Regions from separate parts of the Bombyx mori genome. Here region 1 is linked to region 2. The links are chromatin contacts, called in public Hi-C maps. All regions are on one chromosome and are shown on one strand. Each heading gives the region's core, a stretch centred on a gene start, on an enhancer-like site or on the middle of the called end of the contact. The rest is flanking DNA. Distances are from core to core; before and after follow the strand shown.

Region 1 (3,567 bases), core at 967-3,466, 39 kb before region 2:
TATGAGTTTCGCTCACTAATTTAATAGTAATCGAAACAGGTGGAAAGGATATTGGAGTACACGAATCTGCCCCCGGAACATCCTCTGGAGACGGACGAGGCTGCCATCAGAAAGAACCATCCGGGTCTGGACCTCAGCAAGTGGCCCACTAAAGGTAATGTCTCCAACCGGTACCACTGTTACAAGATAATGACAGATGAAATAGTAAATTAAAGATACTGGTACAATGAAGATGATGATATCTGGTGGTAGGACGACTTGTGAGTCCGCACGGGTCTGATAAGCAGTGGTTTGGCTCTGCCCCTAGCATTGCTGACGTTCATGGGTGACGGTAACCTCTCACCACCAGACGGGTTATATGCTCGTCTGCCTACAAAAATAGCAATGCAAGAAGCAGTAATGCGTTTCGGTTTGAAGGGTGGGGCAGCCGTTGTAACTATATTGAGACCTTAGAAATTGTATCTCCAAAGTGGGTGATGGCGTTAACGTTGTTGAGGTCTATGTGATTCGGTGACCAGTCCAACCATCTAAGCAATCAAAATACTTCAAGATAACCCACTGACTTCGGTCTGAAAATTCTCTTCACTCTTATTGATTAACTTTAGACCTTGAAGTTGAAGAAGTATCAAATGTATAAGGAAACTGCTGTTCCAACTCTTGGAAACGTTACGCGATATTGTGGTATCCTTTCGGACATACCACTAACTGGTACCATCTTCATTCCGGTGTGGTACTCCGAGAACGTTGCTATCCATTGTCCTCAGACACGAGTCCCGCAAGAGTGTTGCTATCCCAGCATATACAGGGTGTGTAGGAGTCGAGAACAGTTCTTTTACTGGCAGACTAACATACGGCCCAATAACCAAGTTCCAGACCAAAATCCAGGTCTTAAATACAACTAAATCTTCCTGCAGGCGAAATTTCCTTCGAGAACGTCTATTTGGAGTACGAGAAACCGCCTAAAGGGAAGAACGAGGCTCCAAGACCCGAGGCCCCGGTCTACGCGATCAAGGGAGTCAGCTTCAAGGTCCAGCCGGCGGAGAAGGTGGCTGTGGTCGGCAGGACAGGGGCGGGAAAGAGTTCGCTGCTCAACGCTTTATTTAGGTAAGGGTTTTCGGGTTCCGCAGTCAAATCCTAGCTTAGATAGCTTTCGATGTCTCAATCATGCTTTAGCAACTTTCCCACCCCTCGAACTGGAACGCTTGATTCCAAGTTACAACGGCTGCCCCGCCCTTCAAACCGAAACCCATTACTGCTTCACGGCAGAAATAGGCAGGGCGGTGGTACCTACCCGTGCGGACTCATAACAGATCCTACCACCAGTAATTACGCAAATTATAATTTTGCGGGTTTCATTTTTATTATACAGTGTTTGTTATCCCTTCACCATGGGAGTCAATCGTGAAGATTTCCTAAGTATGTATTTCATTAGAAAAATTGGTACCCGCCTGCGGGATTCGAACAACGGTGCATCGCTGCATACCATTGCACCGGACGTCTTATTTTTTAGGATACGACGACTTCGGGTTCAATATCCTCCACAAGCAGTGCCCGTGTGACGTATTCCCCCCTCCCCCAGGTTGAGCCGCATCGCGGGCACGGTGTCGGTGGACCGCGTGACGGCCGAGCAGGTGGGGCTGCGCTGCTGGCGCTCGCGGCTCTGCGCCCTGCCGCAGCGCCCGGCGCTCTTCGCCGCCTCGCTCCGGGACAACCTCGACCCCACGCACTCCGCCACCGACGCGCAGATATACGCCGCGCTCGAACAGGTACAGGGGGACACGACCCACACAAGCACACAAGGCAGGACCCCACCCACCCAAGCACACAAGACAGGACATGACTGACCCCAAGCACAAAAGACAGGACATGACTGACCCCAAGCATACATGGCAGGACACGACCCACTCATGAACACATGGTGAAACAAGATCAACCTCAAACACACAAGATAGGACCCTATTCACCCATGAACACAGGGCGACACCCCACGCCTCCAGAACCGATGCATAAATACAAAATTTAAACACTTATTTGTAAATTCTAAAACAATACAATCACACGTCCTTCGTAGGTGGAATTGCTGGATCTGGTCTCCAGTCTACCCGCAGGCCTGAACACGAAGCTGGGAGACGGCGGAGGCTCCCTGTCGTCCGGTCAGCGGCAGCTGCTGTGCTTGGCGCGCGCCGCGCTGGCCGGCTCCAGCGTGCTGCTGCTGGACGAGGCCACCGCCAACGTGGACACCGAGTGAGCACCCCGGGGGGCGGGGGGTTGGAGGACGGGGGGGCACCGACAAGGAACGACAGGCAAACGCGCGAAGACAACGCCTTGTCCTGGCATTGCTGATGTCTCATACTGTAGACCGAATGGAAAGCAGTCGACGTCGCCCTAAACATGTCATTACGGATCCTCTCGATCTACTAACGATTCTTTAAGGTACCACAAGCACCGGTCACCGTTCTCGTCGAACCCGTCGCTTGCGACGACGGGATCGACGAGTAAATTAACCCACAGACACAGCCCACTGAGCTTCTCGCCGCATCTTTTCAGTGGGTCGCGTTTCCGATCCGGTGATAGATTCTACGAAGCACTGCTCTTGCTAGGGTTTGTGCTAGTAACACTCCGGTATGAGCCCCGTGAGCTCACCTACACGTTAGGGTGAAGCTGATATAGCCTCTCAAGGCTATCCGCAGAGGTAAGAAAAAAAAAAGCTGTGGTCCACGGGCGACGGTCACCACTCACCGTCTTGTCTGCATGTATTCACAACAAAAGCGTTTCATATTCATTTGTTTCCCAACAGAACGGACAAGCAGATCCAACGGACGATAAGGACGAAGTTTTCAAACGCGACCGTGCTCACGATCGCTCACAGACTAAACACGGTCATGGACTACGACAGGGTCATTGTCATGGACAAGTAAGCATACTATCAAACTCTTGTATTTAGATTCACCAAACGAGTAGGTGACCTCACGGGGCTTTGACCTTATCATTATAAAGAAAACATTTAAAGACCCCCACCCCCTCCCAACTGTTTTTAAATTAATATTTTAAACAGTCTTATTATACTATGCAAATTTGAATCAATGAATGATAAGTGAATGATTTCGTATAGAAAAATCTTTTTTTTTAAATTAAAGAGTTTTAAAGGTTTTAAATACTAAATTATTTTCTCTACATTTATCTATATATTAATACGTGAAGCAAAAACGTTTTTTATGATAATTGCGCGGACGGAGGAGTATGAAATTTCCCACGCTTATAGAGAATATAGAGAAGAAGTGCAGAATGTAAATAATTTTTATTTATTATGCAAAAAAAAATACACTAAGTTAATAAAAAAAAACATTACACACACTACCACGTATTTGACACACGTATATACATATTATATACTCTTTGTTTCAAACTTTTGTTATTGTTTAAAGTCTGTGGTCAAATTGAGAATAGATTAATATTATTTGTCTATAGTGTAGTCTTGGCGAAATCTGTGATTATAGAAGTATAAATATTATTGTATTTGACAATAGAACCATTATAGTTGATAATAATGTTCAAACTTATAATTTC
Region 2 (3,753 bases), core at 160-2,659:
TAAATATCTCAAACCAGATGGCTATATAGTCTTTTTGTATGGTGGTACCTTCATCACCTTCGATAAGCCACTGCGTACAGTTAAGATAGATGCAGTGGAACGTCGCACCAATAACTTAATAAAGAATTACAATGTTTATCTAAGTTTCTACAATGATGACATTTGAACTTATTCTTGCATAAAATATTTATTCGCTTAAAACTGCAGCCGTTTGTTTATCTTTTGCATAACGCCAGCCTTCGATTCCCCGTGCTTGTCGAGGTACTTACCATCGAAATCTCTACATCTCCGCTTGTAGCCGTCTTTATGGTCTAGCCTCGTATCCGGTATGGGCGATAGTGAACCTCGGGATCTATCGCGAGATCTCTCCCGGGACCTATCGCGAGACCTGTTCGAAATACACATTATTTATTACCTAATTTATTAATAAATATCTAACTATTTTAAATTAATTTCAAGATTAACAATATTATCAGAGATTATCTTATGAAAGAATGAAAAAGGTTAGGAAACTTAAGTTAGAACTTACTTATGTCTTTATCTTTGAAAATAGAAAATCTCATATTAATTGCTGCTTTTAACATGCTATGTTTATCTTAGTAGGTATGTTCGTATGTAACGAGATCTCTGAAAGTCATTTTCCATCGACCTCAAAACGTCCAGTTAACTTGAAAATTTGCAAAAGCTACAAGGACATATGACGATGCAATAATTTCATAACCTCTCTCTAATATTCTAATTTCGATTTTAAACTACACATACAATTTCCAATAACATTAACTAACCTATCCCGGTCTCTTGATCTTGAGATCGTATCTCTGTGTTCTCTATCTCTCGATATTCTATCTCTTTCTATTTCACGCACCACGCGCAGTCTGTCCCTCTCTCTGTCGTGGTCCCTGTCGCGGGTCAGCACTGGGGACCTTGATCTGTTTATAAACAAGAATACATATATGTTACATTTTCACACGGACATCAACACTCAAGATATTCTGAGTTGCTACAGCGATATTAATTTCGCCTTGATTATTTTGTTATTCGTCTATTGGAACGTGGTCGTTTATTTAAAACTTGTCGAACTTATCAAGTCTAGAAGTATCTTAGTATATTGTACAATTCGTAAAGTTGTAATTATTTGGTTGTAAAATTGCATAGAATACAAAGAATTTAGAATTAAATTTTTCTTTCTGTTTAGGCTTTCTTGATTACACAGGTACATACCTAGACCTGCTAGCTCTGTCTGCTGGAGGTGGACTTCTGTTTCTATACCTTCGAGGAGAAGGAGACCTTGAGGGTCGGACCCTGTAGAAACAATAGTCGTCGTTATGGTAGTCTAAAACTGTAGTGTTTGAGAATAGCCCAGGATTAGTACATAGCTGTAGAAGACTGTGTCTATAGTAGTGTAGTATGAGACTAGAGGCTAGATTTAGGTCGGATCAATGTCTGTTTGTTGTGGGTACATACCGTTTACCATCATGCTCGTTTTCCCTGAGGTGTCTTCGAGGACGGTTTCTTCTCTCCCACGACCGAGATCGACGTCTTCGACGATCATCTTTGTCACGTAGCTAAAAATGAAGAACTTGTCTTTCATTTTCTTTATTTCCAGGGTTTCCTTAGTTTTTTATTTACTTTAATTTTTGTATTAATCAATATTAAGCAAATATATACAGAAGTACAGATGTGCGGTACAGTGCTCAATGATATTTACCGCGCCATTGCAGCCGTGGAGCGGACTATGTCATTTTTATTGCAAAGTTGGATGAACGAGCTTACAGCCCTTCTGTGGTTGAGTTGTCATCACATCAAAAAATACCACAAGCCATCTTAATATACGAAGGCGAAGCTCAAGAGTTTCTCTAAGTGATAAGACGATCCTATCGTAGAGATCAGAGTATAGGAACGTTCTGACGGCAGATTCCATGAGAACATGTGTCACAACTTAATGTTTCAGCCTAATTGGTCATTAAACGTAATTATTAGTTTGTTTGAATTAATATTCCTTAATGATAATAAATAAGGTTGAGTAAATGATTGTTTGCACTGTTCCAATCCACACAAACCAGTGTTTACTGAACTACTGAGAAACGGGAAATGATTCACAGAATGCATTAGTAGGGAGGGAAACTGAAGTTTCTCTCGGCTCGTGTACGTACAGAATCAGCGCGCCTCTCTCTTCTCCGCGGAGGTTGGTATACAGGCTCCTCCAGCAGCTCAGTCGGCAGAACCTGTATTACAAATGCACAATTATTGACATTTTAGAATTGCATCACACATTTTATTCAGGGACTACTGACTGATTTTATTCAGTGGTGTTAGTCAATTTGAGAGTCCTCCATATATTAATGCAAAATGAGTTGAAAACATTTTTTTCCCTAATTATTCCAGTAACCTCGAGGGGTTATTCTTGATTCACCGAGCTAGTATGTGAGCTCACGGGGCTCAAACCGGAAGTGTTGCTAGCACTAGCCCTAGCAAGAGCAGTGCTTCGCAGAGTCTACCACTGGATCGGAAACGTGACCCACTGAGAAGATCCGGCGAGAAGCTCAGTGGGCTGTGTCTATGGGCTAATTTACTCGCCGATACATTCGTCGCAAGCGACCAGTGCGGCGCGGACGGTGAACTGGGGTGACCGGTTAAAAACATGAGGTAATTTCTACTGCATTGTAAAAATATAATGTATCATCAATTAAAGTATTTTCGGATTTCGATTGATTATTAATGTTCATCTATATTGGCAATGTTACAGGCACAGCCAAATTGCGATCTACCTTCAAGAACTTACAATCCTGTGAACCATATAATGGTAGGCTATGTTAATATATTTATGTACTACTATTTATTTGAGGAATTGAGAGTAATCCTTTCTAAACAATTTAACATCTTTAATACTGATGATACCTTTACGAGTGTCTGCTCGGTCGGAGGCGCAGCCCTAGGTACGACCACGCGGTGCCGGAGTGGAGGAGCAGGCCCATTGGTAGCTGTAATGAAAATAAACAATCTTAGGAACGTTTCCTATCATTGATTCCGTACATGAAAAATAAATAAAGTTAAATATTGTATAATAATCGGCACGAGTCTTGAGCTGTCGACAAAAGAGTGAGGGGCCGTCTACGCATCGTGCACTTAGGGTCATAATAAATGGTTTACTCATTTAATATATTTTTTTTATAATATAATTAAATTAACTTCGTTCAATTTGGGATTTTTACTAAGTATTAGTAACTTTATAATACAATAGTTTGGTCAAGGGTTTTGCTCGTCTTATATTAAAAAATAATCTTATTTGGATAAATACTTACCAAAAATAATATAAATTAAATGAGGTTTATGATGTTGCCAGATGAATTAAAATAACTGATGTCTGAGTAAACAGGAACTTTATTCGTTCATGTAACAAATTATACAAAACACACGGATATGTAGATATGAAGGTAAACGTACAATTCCTAAGGGTGGTTCTTGGAACGGGCTGCGGGGCTACCGCGTTCCTTAACCTCCTAGCTGATGCTTTTTCTGAGGGCTGCGGGGCTACCGCTCAGATTAAACTTGGGCAGACGAGTGGACTGCGGGGCTATCGCACTCGTTGCCGTCTAGCTATCGAATGTCATAACTGGCGTGCTGCGGCCTCTTAAATAGCGATCGTTGACGTCGTAGTGGGGTGGCGATGCGTAGATTACTCGTGGTTATCGTTGTGTGAGTGAGCGCGTCACAGTGCAGCGTTGTAGGTAAAATGTAGCATTGCTATATCCT

Evidence for each region. Hi-C and Micro-C count contacts between places; a contact is called where the count stands out from the background.
Region 1: a Hi-C map of posterior silk gland shows a contact between it and region 2, with 2.1 times the contacts expected there. The contact joins two enhancer-like sites. A contact is called at or near these places in 3 of 7 Hi-C or Micro-C datasets (middle silk gland, posterior silk gland and whole pupa).

The regions. Positions count from the first base shown.
Region 1 is chr23:17,459,215-17,462,781 of ASM3026992v2, reverse strand. It overlaps LOC101739554 (probable multidrug resistance-associated protein lethal(2)03659), which reads left to right. Exons shown (of 36, transcript XM_062675342.1): 28 at 40-154; 29 at 915-1,104; 30 at 1,580-1,766; 31 at 2,072-2,244; 32 at 2,798-2,914. Among protein-coding and RNA genes, the nearest start is that of LOC101739423, 51 kb to the right of the region's middle. Within about 2 kb of position 2,216, at least 4 of the 8 cell types and tissues checked have open chromatin away from gene starts, as enhancers often do.
Region 2 is chr23:17,419,482-17,423,234 of ASM3026992v2, reverse strand. It overlaps LOC101739423 (RNA-binding protein 26), which reads right to left. Exons shown (of 23, transcript XM_012694317.4): 4 at 2,899-2,981; 5 at 2,154-2,225; 6 at 1,465-1,565; 7 at 1,222-1,302; 8 at 786-929; 9 at 270-388. Among protein-coding and RNA genes, the nearest start is that of LOC101739423, 11 kb to the right of the region's middle. Within about 2 kb of position 1,409, at least 3 of the 8 cell types and tissues checked have open chromatin away from gene starts, as enhancers often do.